4 separate regions of the Mus musculus genome follow, and regions 1, 2 and 4 are each linked to region 3. A link is a contact called in public HiChIP or PLAC-seq data. All regions are on one chromosome and are shown on one strand. Each heading gives the region's core, a stretch centred on a gene start, on an enhancer-like site or on the middle of the called end of the contact. The rest is flanking DNA. Distances are from core to core; before and after follow the strand shown.

Region 1 (2,700 bases), core at 98-2,597, 620 kb before region 3:
CGTTCCCAGTGTCTGCCTTCTTCTCCTGACCACGCCTCCTGCTGCTTCTCCCAGTCCTCTGATAATTCTCCTCTGTTAGCAGATGGTTGCTATGCCCAAACAATATGACAAGCCCGGGAGTCAGGGACTGGAGGACACGACCTCCATCTCTTTGTCCCCAAACTAGAGAAGTACTGGGTGTCTAGGGATCCTGCTGCCTGGGTCAAGGGTGGGTGTGGTCATATTGGGTGAAGTTAGTATAGTGGCTGTCACAAACCCTGGAGACTTTGGCCACCTAACTTTCCTCTCCCAGAAATGTCCTCAGAATTTGTTCCTGCCAGCCCCGGTAGGCAGGAAAGTGCTGCTACGAGCCACAGGAAAAAAATCATATCTAGCACTCTACTCTTCTATTCTGGACACTTTTTTCCTATCAACGACTGGTACGTGGGTAGGAGAGAGGTGGAGGGGGTGGAGTGAGTAGGGAGTAAGTCTCCTTCAGTTTCTCCATCTTGGACGCGGAAATAACATAATTTCGAAAACGCCTTGAAATTTCATAGTATTTGCCACTTTTAGTCCAGCTCCACCGCCCCCCAACTGTCTTTATCTAAACAGCTCAGCTCTCTCACCTGCTGCTTCTGCTTCAGGTCCGTCTTCTATACCACCAAAGATGCGCGCCAGAGCGCTTTTGCCCACACCAGGCGCCCCGAGCAGCAGCACCTTGTAAACGCCCTCCTCTGACCCACTGCCTCCAGAACTGAGCGAGTCGGAGGAGCCTTCGGGCCAGTCCAGCCTCTGGCCCTGTGTCCGAGTTCCAGCGGCAGTCGTTGCCAGGGAGCCCGGGGCTAGCGCCGCCTGAAGGTCTCGCTCGTCCACCGGCATGCTCCTGCGGTGCAGTGGGGGTGCCGGGCCCCATGGGGTGCTGCCTCGACGGCGGTCGCGCTCCCGGCCCGCACCACGGCTCCCGCTTGCTCCGCTGCCACCATTCAGGGTCATCGTGTTGGACGCCGTCTGGGGAACGAAGAATTGGGATGGCAGCTCTATCGCGGGAGCAGGTAGGACTCTGGAGTCAAGAAAGATGCTCAGGATGAAGGAACCTACTGCCAACCAGGAGGTCTCTACGTCTTAACCAGTAACCCAGCTGGACCTGCATCCACATTCAGCCCCAGATGGTGTTGTCCACCCCGCTTAGTCAGGACACTCACCAACTCTCACACAGATGTTATCAGGACTTGATCAGCGCTGCGACACAGACCACTGGGGGATCTGATAGAACCCACTCGTAGACCCCTGTTCAGACTCAGACCCTTGTCGCTGTCACGACTGCAGTCTTTTTCTCCTCTGCTGCTTTCTCAGCCCCTCAGCTGGCGCTGGGTCGCTGTTCTAGGGCCTCCTATTTAAACCTCTACCAGTCAGACTTCCGCCCTTACCCCTACCCCCGCTCCCGCCCCCGCCCCCGCCCCCGCCCCCGCCCCCGCCCCTGTCCTCCCGGGCTGCTGCAAAGGCTGACGCATCCACTCGCCCTCGGGAATCCCCCACCTCCCTTCTAGGACCGCAAACCCGCCAGGGGCGGGGCAGGTAGCTGGAAGGAGGCTCGCGCGGGATGGGGGGTAGTTTAGAGGGGTGTTGGAGGGGAGGGATGGGGAGTGTGCGTTGAGGAGGGTGCACCAGTGTGTGTGTGTGTGTGTGTGTGTGTGTGTGTGTGTGTGTGCATTGATACAGAGGCTGCCAGTAGTGGGTAAAGTGGAGTGAACTACCACTCCATCTTTAAAGATGAATTTTCCCTTCTGCTCACTCCTGGCCTATTACCCAAGTCAGTAGACGTATTATGGACACGCTCAGAACCTATGAAGCCCGTTCCTCCAGGTATGGACCTAACCAGAATTTAGAGGGTCCTAAACTGGTATTTCTAGCTTCAACACTAAGTCCTTTCTATTCCTGTCTTTGTCCTGGGACCTAAAGAGTCTCCCAACGGGACTGCCCTTCAGGTTGAAGGTTGGTGTCATCCATGAATTCTTGGGGTCCCTTAGGAGGTTCAGGGGGTGATAGAGCCTGCTGGGTGCTTGTCTGCTGGAGAGAAACTACAGGGCCAGAAAAAGGAACACACAAACTCAAATCCCAACTCTAACTCTAAGCATGCGGAACAGCTGCCAGTAACTGCTAAAAATATCTAACCCTGGCCCTAGCCACTTTGTTTTTGGGCATGAGGTTGCCCAGAGTTGGGGAGATCCGGCCTAACAGTGGGGGACTCCAGAAAGAGCCAACCCCTTTATAGTCTTCAAGTTCTTCCTGCTCCTGAGCCCCACACTGGGCCTTTTGCTTGTAAACATCTCACCGAGGAGGGGCATAAATGTAGGGTATGGGGGAGGGGTAGCTTTCAGGAACTGGTCGCAGGGCCTCTGCTCTGTTTAAGACTCACTTTTGATCCATCCCCGTGTGCCAGACTCTTTTATAAATGGCAAAAATATACCCAGTACCACCACTGCTTCAGAGCTCCCCTTTCTCAGACACTGGTTTGAAAACAGGGATAGTATCTGAGGGAAGGAGAGGTGATTGGGTGGACTGGGTGTCTAGTCCCCTGTCTGCCTCTCTCCCAGCATTCAGGTACCCAGTCCTGAATTGGATATCGTGAACTGTTCCTTCCTTGCTAGTCTCTAGGGTGACGACTGTGTGTGTGTGTGTGTGTGTGTGTGTGTGTGTGTGTGTCTATGCCTGTGTACTGGC
Region 2 (2,700 bases), core at 134-2,633, 750 kb before region 3:
GGGCTACACAGAAAAACCCTGTCTCAGAAAAAAAAAAAAAATTACAAAATGATACTTAAAAATATAAAAATATTTTATATAATATTATAAAAATAGCTCACTTCCCAAGTCAAAAGTATGTTCCCACTCAAGCAATTACGAAATGTTTTCAGTAGTTTTGTGGGTACAAATCATCACTAACAATGAGATTGTAAATTTTTTTTACCCTGATCTCACGGGGCGGGGGTAAGTTTTTACATAACAGGACACACCATCCTTAAAGGGTTTACTTAATTTACTCTCCAAACCAACAAGGTCAGGTGCAAACGTTACTAGGAAGACTATTAGAGAACATAAATAAGAAAACTAGTTGATTAGTGTTCTGCACACCTCTTTCATCCTGGGTATGGGACTCAAGGTAGAGTCTATCATTAAACACTAGGTCAGCCCCTGAAATTCGCTACTCTAAAATTGGTCACATCAAAAGCTTTGTGGGGGGAAAAATTCTACATATCTCCCTTCCCCCAAGAGAGACAAAAATATCTTCCTGGGTGGGGCTGGCAGAGATGAAAATCCTAGCATTCACTTCCACTTGTAAGTTGTCCGTCCGCCTTGGAATCCTACACTGTGGAAGGCACCCTCTAACGGGAGCAGAAAGGCAAGCACGTAACGTGCACTATCAACTTTTCTGCTCCGAGTGTGACATAAGCCATTCAGGTCCCAGGGAATAGAGGGTCCCAGGAACCAGTTGCTGTACTGGATGGATAGGATATGGGGCGCACACCCTCACGGCTCGCCCGGGATTCCCAGCCTCCGGGTCCACCGTCTTTCCGTGGGTTATGGCTCCCTCGCTCTCGCTCCAGGCTCCGGAGGCCTGGCTCACCTAAAGAGCTGGAAGAAGGAACGCCTGTGAGGAGGGCAGGCAGGCCCACGACTTTCCTCTACTGCTCTCCGCGGGGCACCATGCACGCCTCCCGAGCCCGGCTCCGGCGGACCTCCCAGGAGCAATCGCCCAGTTCCCAGCGTCAGCTGCTGCTGGGCACGCGCTCCCGTCCTCTTCCTCCCAAACCGAATCCCCCGTGGGGGCCGCCGCTTTCCCCGCCCCGGGATCCCGGGGAGCAGCCCGGACGCACACAGCCGCCCGACTGGGCAGATGGGGACGACCTTTTCCCCCTCACAGGTCGTGGGCCTGGCGCCAGCTCAGGGAAGCCCCTGCCCTCAGCTCAATCCACCTCCTCAGGTGAGCCAGGGAAGCGGGCCACGCCCGCCACCACAGCTCCGCCCCAGGAGCCGACCACCGGAAGGCGGGAAGCCGAGACCTTGGCCTCTCCACCCTGGAACCCAGAGCCCCTGTCAGGCCCACACCAGCTCGTCCCTGTGGCAGCCTAGACCACGACGCCTGACTGGGTTTCCCACGCCCGCGCGCCAGCCAGGCTCACATCCGCTGGGCGGGACTTCCGGCCGCACACCTGTCCCACTGGGCTTAGCCCTTCGCAGCTGTAGAGCCATCAGTGGGCAGAAGGTGATCAGTGCGGGATGCCAGGTTTTAGATGGGAGAAAGTGACATGATGAGGGTAATATAACTTAGTATTTAGGACTTGCGTCTCGGAAGGGTCTTTGCTCCCTCCTTGACCTTGCCTGACGCCAGGCTTTCTTTGGTTGCACTGGGCATTCCGTTGACTGGACACCCTCCCTGGGTGAACTCCAAAATCCTTAGTTTTTGGTTCTGGCCAAGCCAGCTTCTCATTGAGTAGACCCAAGAGCCCAGAGCTCTGAGTCTTAAATGTGTTCAAGGTGTGCCCTATAATTTAGTCCTGTCATACGTCCCAACAGAACTCTTCCCATGGGAGTGTTGGGAGATGGAAGTACTGTCAGAGGGCAGTTCCTGCTCTGACAAAGTCACTTGATGACACAGCCAAGCAAGAATGATACAGGTTTTCAAGAAATAAAATCCCTATGAGCCCCCTCCCTCGCCTCTTGTCAGCTATAACCCAGGTTCTCACATAGGAGACTGCCTTTGAGAACTGTTCTATAGCAGGCAATTTAGGGCCTTAGGATAACGAATCACACACACACATTCGGCCTCCCAGTTTGGATTTCTAGTTTGTTACTTTTCCTCACCTTCAGGAACTTTCCTTCCCATCTAACAAGCTGCTAAATGCTATTATTCCAATATATTATTCAATAAAAAGAAATTTAGGGATGGGGCAAGCCCATAAAATTCAATACACAGGTATAGTGACAAACCTTTAGGTATATATAATGAATGACGACAGCACAAGGGAATGGTTTTGTCCTGATAAAGCTCCGAAATGCTTCTTTAAAAGTTCTACTTTAAATAAGTAATGATCTTAAAATGTCCACAGCTAAAATCCACATCTTAAGTTCATTAAGATAATTAATTTTTTACTCTTGTTAGTGAAACAGACATATCTACGATATGTAACTGTAAAATAGCAATCCAGCATTAACTAACTATACAAAGAGCTGGCTTTTGTTCTGTTTTCTCCCCATTCTCCCCACCATTCCAGACAACAAGACTATATTACAAATGAGAAAAACTTTTATTAAGGAAACAATTTAACTTCCGTCCTTTAACAGATTTTTACAAACCAAAGCACAATATGAAGACAATTACAGTTCCAACCATTAACATATTACACATGGTGCTTATTCTACAACTGGAAAGTTGCAGAAGTTTGTGACATACCACTATAAATA
Region 3 (2,700 bases), core at 8-2,507:
CGCCACCTGCGTAGGCAGGGTAAACGGGCAGTCCATACACAGCCCGGGGAATGAAGTACTTGCTGGCTCTAGCTCGGATTGGCCTTGCCTGCACAATCACATCACCCGCAAGAAGGTCCTGTGCGGGATCCCGGAGCTCCAGAAACTGCAGCAGGTTCCTCACGTGCACGAACACATCTGCATCGCCCTTAAAAACAAAGTGTACATCTGGACAGAATGCTGAGGCCCAAGATAGAAAGTGAATCTCCTTCAGCGTTAGATTGAAAAAGGTGTCTTCGAAAGCCCAGAGCAGAATGTCTGCATAAGCTCGGCTCTCCGCCTCCAGCAGGGTGCGCCAGTGCGAACGGGTGCCTGCCCCGCCAGAGCCCGCCCCCTTGGGCACGCCCAACAAGAACACTCGGCGCACGAGTGCCCCCTGCACGCGACCCTCGGCTCCCCAAGTCTGGCGAACGGCTTCCCGCCGCTCAAAGTCCGCAGCCACAGACTTGACAGCGATGAGCAGGTCCGGCGAACCGCCGGATGCGCCGTCGCTGCGGCATTTGCGACGCTGGTTAATGAGCAGCGGGAAGCGCCGTTGGTCCTTGGCGCGCAGATACCCGCCGAAGTCAAAGGGGTCCGTAGGTGTGGGCGGCACCGGAGTGTCCCCCTCGTAGGCCAGCGGGGCCGCGCGGGCGGTGTTAGGGAGCTCGCGTGCTCGGAGGCTAGGAGTGGGCCGCGGGAGCTGGGGTCCTCGCGCTGGTGGTCTGGTCGTGGGGGATGCCACGTCGCGCTGCGCGTAGAGCAGGAGTCCGAGGGCGGCGCTGAGCAGCAGCGTAAGCCACGCGTCTGGGCAAAGGCGCGGCCTCCTCCTCCTCCTCATGTCCAGCCCCGCCCTTCACAGGGCCCTCTATCCTTCCTTCATCCACTCTGTCGACCTCCGTCCCTGCCCCTGCCCCCACCGCAGCAGCCTAAGGGACAAAAAGTTCAGCTTCTAACCTCAGCTCCAGCCCAGAAAGGATGCCAAAGTCTGGACAGGGTGACGCAGGCCTCTCCCCTACCGCCCCCTTACCCACCCATCCAGTGCATCAAAGCTGGGTCCCTTCTACCTTTCCCCCTCCCCGCCTCTGACCTTGGTCCTTAGGACCCCAGCACTCACGCTTGACCGCGGGGGAGGGGTGACAACCCCTGAAACTGTCAGTTCAGGGTCCCAAGGGCAGCCATGACCCCGGCTTGAGCCAAATGCAGCGTTGGCAGGAAGGGGGCTGAGGCCGTGCCACGTGATCCTCCAGCTGTGTACGCCCCGACATCTGGAGCTCAGCTCCGCCTTGGTGCAGGGAGTGCCATCTCTGACTGTGGGCTGGTCCCTGAGAGGGCCTCTCACGGGAGACTCTTGCTGAGAAAGCCTAGTATTTTTGATAGGACGCTGGAACTCCGAGTTTCTAAGCTCAAGAAGTAGACAGCTGATAGGCCCCCAACCCCTAAGCCTGAGTGCTTTAACTTTCAGCTCTTCTGGCCGCCATACCGGGCCATCTTTCAGAAAATCTCTTTCAGCAGCCCTGGTTCACCAAGCAGGAGCCACGAATTGCCCCAATAATATAAAGCTGTCTCCTTACTCCTCGCGCTGGTGGTCTGGTCGTGGGGGATGCCCTCCGAACTCTGCCCTGCTTGCCACCAGTAAACACAAGCATACACACCCGAACAATCAAGACAGCAAGTTCTGTTCCTGCAGACTTACCAGCAGCTCTACCCAAAGAGGACCAATACTTAGTGAGCTAAGTGACTTGCCCCAGGTTGACACAGCCAGAACGCACTGCCCCCAGGAATCTCCCACCCAGCGCTCCTTTGTTCTCTTCATCCACTGGATACAGGAAATGGAACCACTTCTGCCTACAGTAATTTCCCAGACAAGCTCTTCATTCCTGTCACTCCATGCCCGTTCCTGCTCCCCAACATAGCATCCTTGAGGTAGAACTGCCCATGCTGTTGCCTCTGCAGTACAGTTTGGGGTGTCAGGGATTGGTGTTTGCGGGAGGCTTCTAGAAGAGCCCATTGAGCCCAGGTAGGCTGTTTTCTAGATCCCCTGGTTTTCCTACCTCTGAGCTGCTTTGTCATCCAGGCCAAACCACCCACTCTTACCTGCCCACTAGTCTTTTAGGGTTCTGAGGATAAGCTGTGTTATGTACCCTGCATAGCCTCAAGCTAATGACGCCCAAAGTGTTGGGATTACAAGCCTACACTAGTATTCCAGCTCCATTCTTGATTGGTTTCCTCAATTGGGGAACTATAGAGACAGCTGAGCTCCAGAGTCACCAGGATAGTCATTCTTAGTGAATAGAGTGATCAGGGTCTCCCCAGGCCTTCATCCCACTGGCAAATATGACTCCTGGCCATCAGCTTGCCCTAGTCCTCAGCCAAGGACACTGGCCTGTTGCATTCTTCCTCCCAAGCAGCTGTTGATATTCATCCCATTCTCTATCTATCTCTGTCTTGGCCTCTCTCCTCTCCAGGCTTCCTGCCCAAAGGCCTCCAAAGGTGTCTCACTGGCCTTGTTATAAAATCCCAACTCTGGAAGGCTGAGGGTGTGACTCGGTTGCAGACCTAGCATGTGAGAAGCCCCGAGTTTAAGCTCGAGCGTTCTATAAAGTAGGCACGGTGGTACATGCCTGTAACCCCAGCACTCAGGAGGGTTAGAAGTTCAGGGCCATCCCTGGTTTCACAGGG
Region 4 (2,700 bases), core at 189-2,688, 810 kb before region 3:
GCAAAAAAAAAAAAAAAAAAAAAAAAAAAGGCTTTTGACAGTGCCCAAACGATTCACCCTACTATCTTGATGTGCTTGCACCTAGGCAATTACCCTTCAAGATACCTGATTCCACAAGCGCTCTCTCAACACATCAAGCAGTGTGATGCGCCCACAGCAGTCTGCTCTTGACATGAGAGATGCGATGCAACCACGCACACATCTGCCTCGGCTCCACTGGGATTCTTTCAGGGTGTCTAAGACTGTCTGTACTGTCCCACTGCTCAGCCCTCATTTCCTACTCTACAAACAGCATTGCAGGTGAACGCATATAATCCCTTTCATTTGAAGGAGATAACTGAAGCCAGAGAGGTTAAATGACTGACTGGGCAACCCAGCAGTGAGGGCAGGATTTATGCAAGAAAGTTCCTGGGGCTGACTCCCAAGCTCTGCTGCCTGCCCATGAAGACTGAAGAAAAGACTTCGTCCATCTCCTCAGTTTCCCAGTCCAGGTCACCTACTTCCCTCATCTTCTCCATCCAGCCTGCACATCCTCTTTTTCCTTCCTCCACATCCTCAACTTGGTGAGCACAAGGCTAACCGATGAACCGAGTCAAGGCTGAAGAAGGCTCAGCCAAAAGACTGAAGGAATGTGCCCCAATGCCCCAAGCCCACATCACATCACTGGACTCCAAACGGAGCTGCATTCTAGGGGGTCAGTAGAGGTGTGGGCTTGGAGACTCAGCAGCTACCCTGCCAGAGTCCAGGGTGCCCTCCCAGGCAGGCAAGCGACAAGCAGGCGCTAAGGGTGGAGAAGCCTGGGAACCAGTGGGAGGGGCGCCGCCTGACCCACCCCTGCGCCCCAGGGCAGTACCCCGCTGCTCACCGAACACCAGAATGTTTTTGCCGGACGGCAGCTTGGACCTGGCACGGGTGGACACTTCGCTCAAGATCGAAGACCTGCGGCGACAATGACAAGAGTGGTCAGCGCGGGACCGCCTAGGACCGCTCGGCCCACGACTGCCCATCAATGTCTGCCCACGGTCCTGCCCGCTCCGGCCCGCTCCCGGTCCGGCCGCGCCATCTGCGGCTCTATACGCTCCTCACCATAGACTCTGGCCTTCCTCCTCTTCACTTGTCAGGTCGCCGGCGGCCGCCACTGCGGGCCCGTTGGGACCCAGCAGCAGCTTCTTCTCCACCCCCACCGGCGCCATCTTGCCAACTGCAGCCACAAAGAGGGCCCTCCCCCGGGCCCGCCGAGGACCCGCAAGGACCCCGGCCGGGCCGCGCTGCCCGCCCGCAACGCCGCAGAAGCTCCGTTATCCAGCGCGTCCCGACGGGCCCGCGGTGTCCTCGTGCGTCTGCGGGACGTGGGATCGCCGCAGCTAGGGACGTTGCTGGGTCAGGCAGCCAGCCGGACAGCCTTACGCGGGAGGTGGAGCCGCGGACGCCACCAGACCGAGAGCGCGCTGGCGACCCCTGCAGGGCAGCCTCTGATGCGGCAAGTCCAAGCTTTGGAATGAACTCAAGCTAGACAACCATATTTATAAAGCGATCTCATTGAATCTTGTTTAATTCTTAATAAGTGAGGTGAGGAAACTACAGCTCAGAAGTTTAAAAGAAAATGGGCCAAACATGAACGAAGATCCACAAAAAAATGACTGGACATAGATATTTGCATGTCCTGTCATACCAGCAATGGGCAGCTGGTGGGGGCGGGGAGGGGGGGAGGGGGAGGGATCAGAAGTCTTAGACTACTTGGTAAGTTTAAGTTGAGCATGAGCTATGTGAGAGCCTACTTCAAAAAAATTAATTTTAAAATGGTTGCACATGGTGTCACACGCCTTTAATCCCAGCATTCAGGAGGCAGAGGCGGGAGGAACTCTATACATTTGAAGCCATCCTGGTCTACATAGCAAGTTCGAGGGTAGCCAGGGCTACATAGTGAGACCCTGTGTGCCGGCTAGTTTTGTGTGTCAATTAGAGTCATCAGGGAAGAAGGAAGCTCAATTGAAGAAATGCCATTGTGGGTGGTGCCATGCCTGGGCTGGCTGAGCAAGCCAGTAAGCAGCACCCCTCCATGGCCTCTGCATCGGTTCCTGCCCCCAGGTTTTAGCCCTGCTTGAGACCCTGTCCTGACTTCCTCCAATGATGGATTATGATCTGGAAGGGTAAGATGAAATAAACTCTTTCCTTCCCAACTTGCTTTTGGTCATGGTATTTCATCACAGCACTAACCCTAAGATACCCTGTCTCAAAACAGCCCCAAGACCCAGTTCTAGAGGTGGTATCCTGCCACTTCCAGTCATTACTCTTTTAGTTTTACTTTTATTAAATGTGTATAGGTGCTTTGTCTGCTTGCATATCTGTCCACTATGTGTATGCAATGCCTGTGGAGGGCAGAAGAGAGTGTCTGAACCCCTTGTAACTGGGATTACAGATGGTTGTGAGCTGCCCTGTGGGTACTGGGAATTGAACCCAGGTCCTTTGGAAGAGTAGTTAATGCTCTTAACCGCTGAGCCATCTCTCCAGCCATGTTTCTTCAACTATTATATGGCTTAATTTTCAGGATGCTCATTGAAAGTTTATCACAAATCCTCAGAATGTTGTTTTTCATCTCCTCCTTTGTAGACTTTATTAAACTGTGAATGATTTTTACCACCACAGTTAACAATACTTTTGGCTTTGCTTTACCAATTTTATTGTTGTTGTTGTTGTTTG

The links. HiChIP or PLAC-seq counts read pairs in DNA pulled down with a chosen protein or histone mark.
Region 1: an H3K4me3 HiChIP or PLAC-seq map of forebrain shows a contact between it and region 3, with 7 times the contacts expected there. The contact joins the promoter of Rrad here to the promoter of B3gnt9 in region 3. A contact is called at or near these places in 7 of 39 promoter capture datasets (the 3T3-L1 cell line, cranial neural crest, embryonic stem cells and 4 more), 4 of 484 Hi-C or Micro-C datasets (Th1 cells, embryonic stem cells and muscle stem cells), 17 of 115 datasets of contacts at active chromatin or transcription factors (bone marrow-derived macrophages, craniofacial prominence, embryonic basal ganglia and 12 more) and 5 of 9 other capture datasets (adipose tissue, embryonic tail, embryonic trunk and 2 more).
Region 2: an H3K4me3 HiChIP or PLAC-seq map of embryonic forebrain shows a contact between it and region 3, with 5 times the contacts expected there. The contact joins the promoter of Terb1 here to the promoter of B3gnt9 in region 3. A contact is called at or near these places in 1 of 39 promoter capture datasets (hippocampal neurons), 2 of 115 datasets of contacts at active chromatin or transcription factors (bone marrow-derived macrophages and embryonic forebrain) and 1 of 9 other capture datasets (adipose tissue).
Region 4: a contact with region 3 is called in an H3K4me3 HiChIP or PLAC-seq map of forebrain, with 5 times the contacts expected there. The contact joins the promoter of Dync1li2 here to the promoter of B3gnt9 in region 3. A contact is called at or near these places in 6 of 115 datasets of contacts at active chromatin or transcription factors (astrocytes, embryonic forebrain, embryonic stem cells and 3 more) and 1 of 9 other capture datasets (embryonic stem cells).

What each region holds. Positions count from the first base shown.
Region 1 is chr8:104,629,942-104,632,641 of GRCm38.p6, forward strand. It overlaps Rrad (Ras-related associated with diabetes), which reads right to left and starts at 1,348. Exons shown (of 5, transcript NM_019662.3): 1 at 1,182-1,348; 2 at 606-1,039. The coding sequence starts at 972. Gm51588 (a long non-coding RNA gene) reads left to right here. Exons shown (of 2, transcript XR_003947593.1): 2 at 1-248. Gm33023 (a long non-coding RNA gene) reads left to right here and starts at 1,461. Exons shown (of 3, transcript XR_879143.3): 1 at 1,461-1,554.
Region 2 is chr8:104,508,504-104,511,203 of GRCm38.p6, forward strand. It overlaps Terb1 (telomere repeat binding bouquet formation protein 1), which reads right to left and starts at 1,384. Exons shown (of 20, transcript NM_180958.3): 1 at 1,299-1,384; 2 at 764-870. Nae1 (NEDD8 activating enzyme E1 subunit 1) reads right to left here. Exons shown (of 20, transcript NM_144931.3): 20 at 2,525-2,700. The coding sequence ends at 2,655.
Region 3 is chr8:105,253,896-105,256,595 of GRCm38.p6, forward strand. It overlaps B3gnt9 (UDP-GlcNAc:betaGal beta-1,3-N-acetylglucosaminyltransferase 9), which reads right to left and starts at 1,258. Exons shown (of 2, transcript NM_178879.4): 1 at 1,136-1,258; 2 at 1-947. The coding sequence starts at 859.
Region 4 is chr8:104,441,609-104,444,308 of GRCm38.p6, forward strand. Dync1li2 (dynein, cytoplasmic 1 light intermediate chain 2) reads right to left here and starts at 1,439. Exons shown (of 13, transcript NM_001013380.2): 1 at 1,087-1,439; 2 at 866-939. The coding sequence starts at 1,193.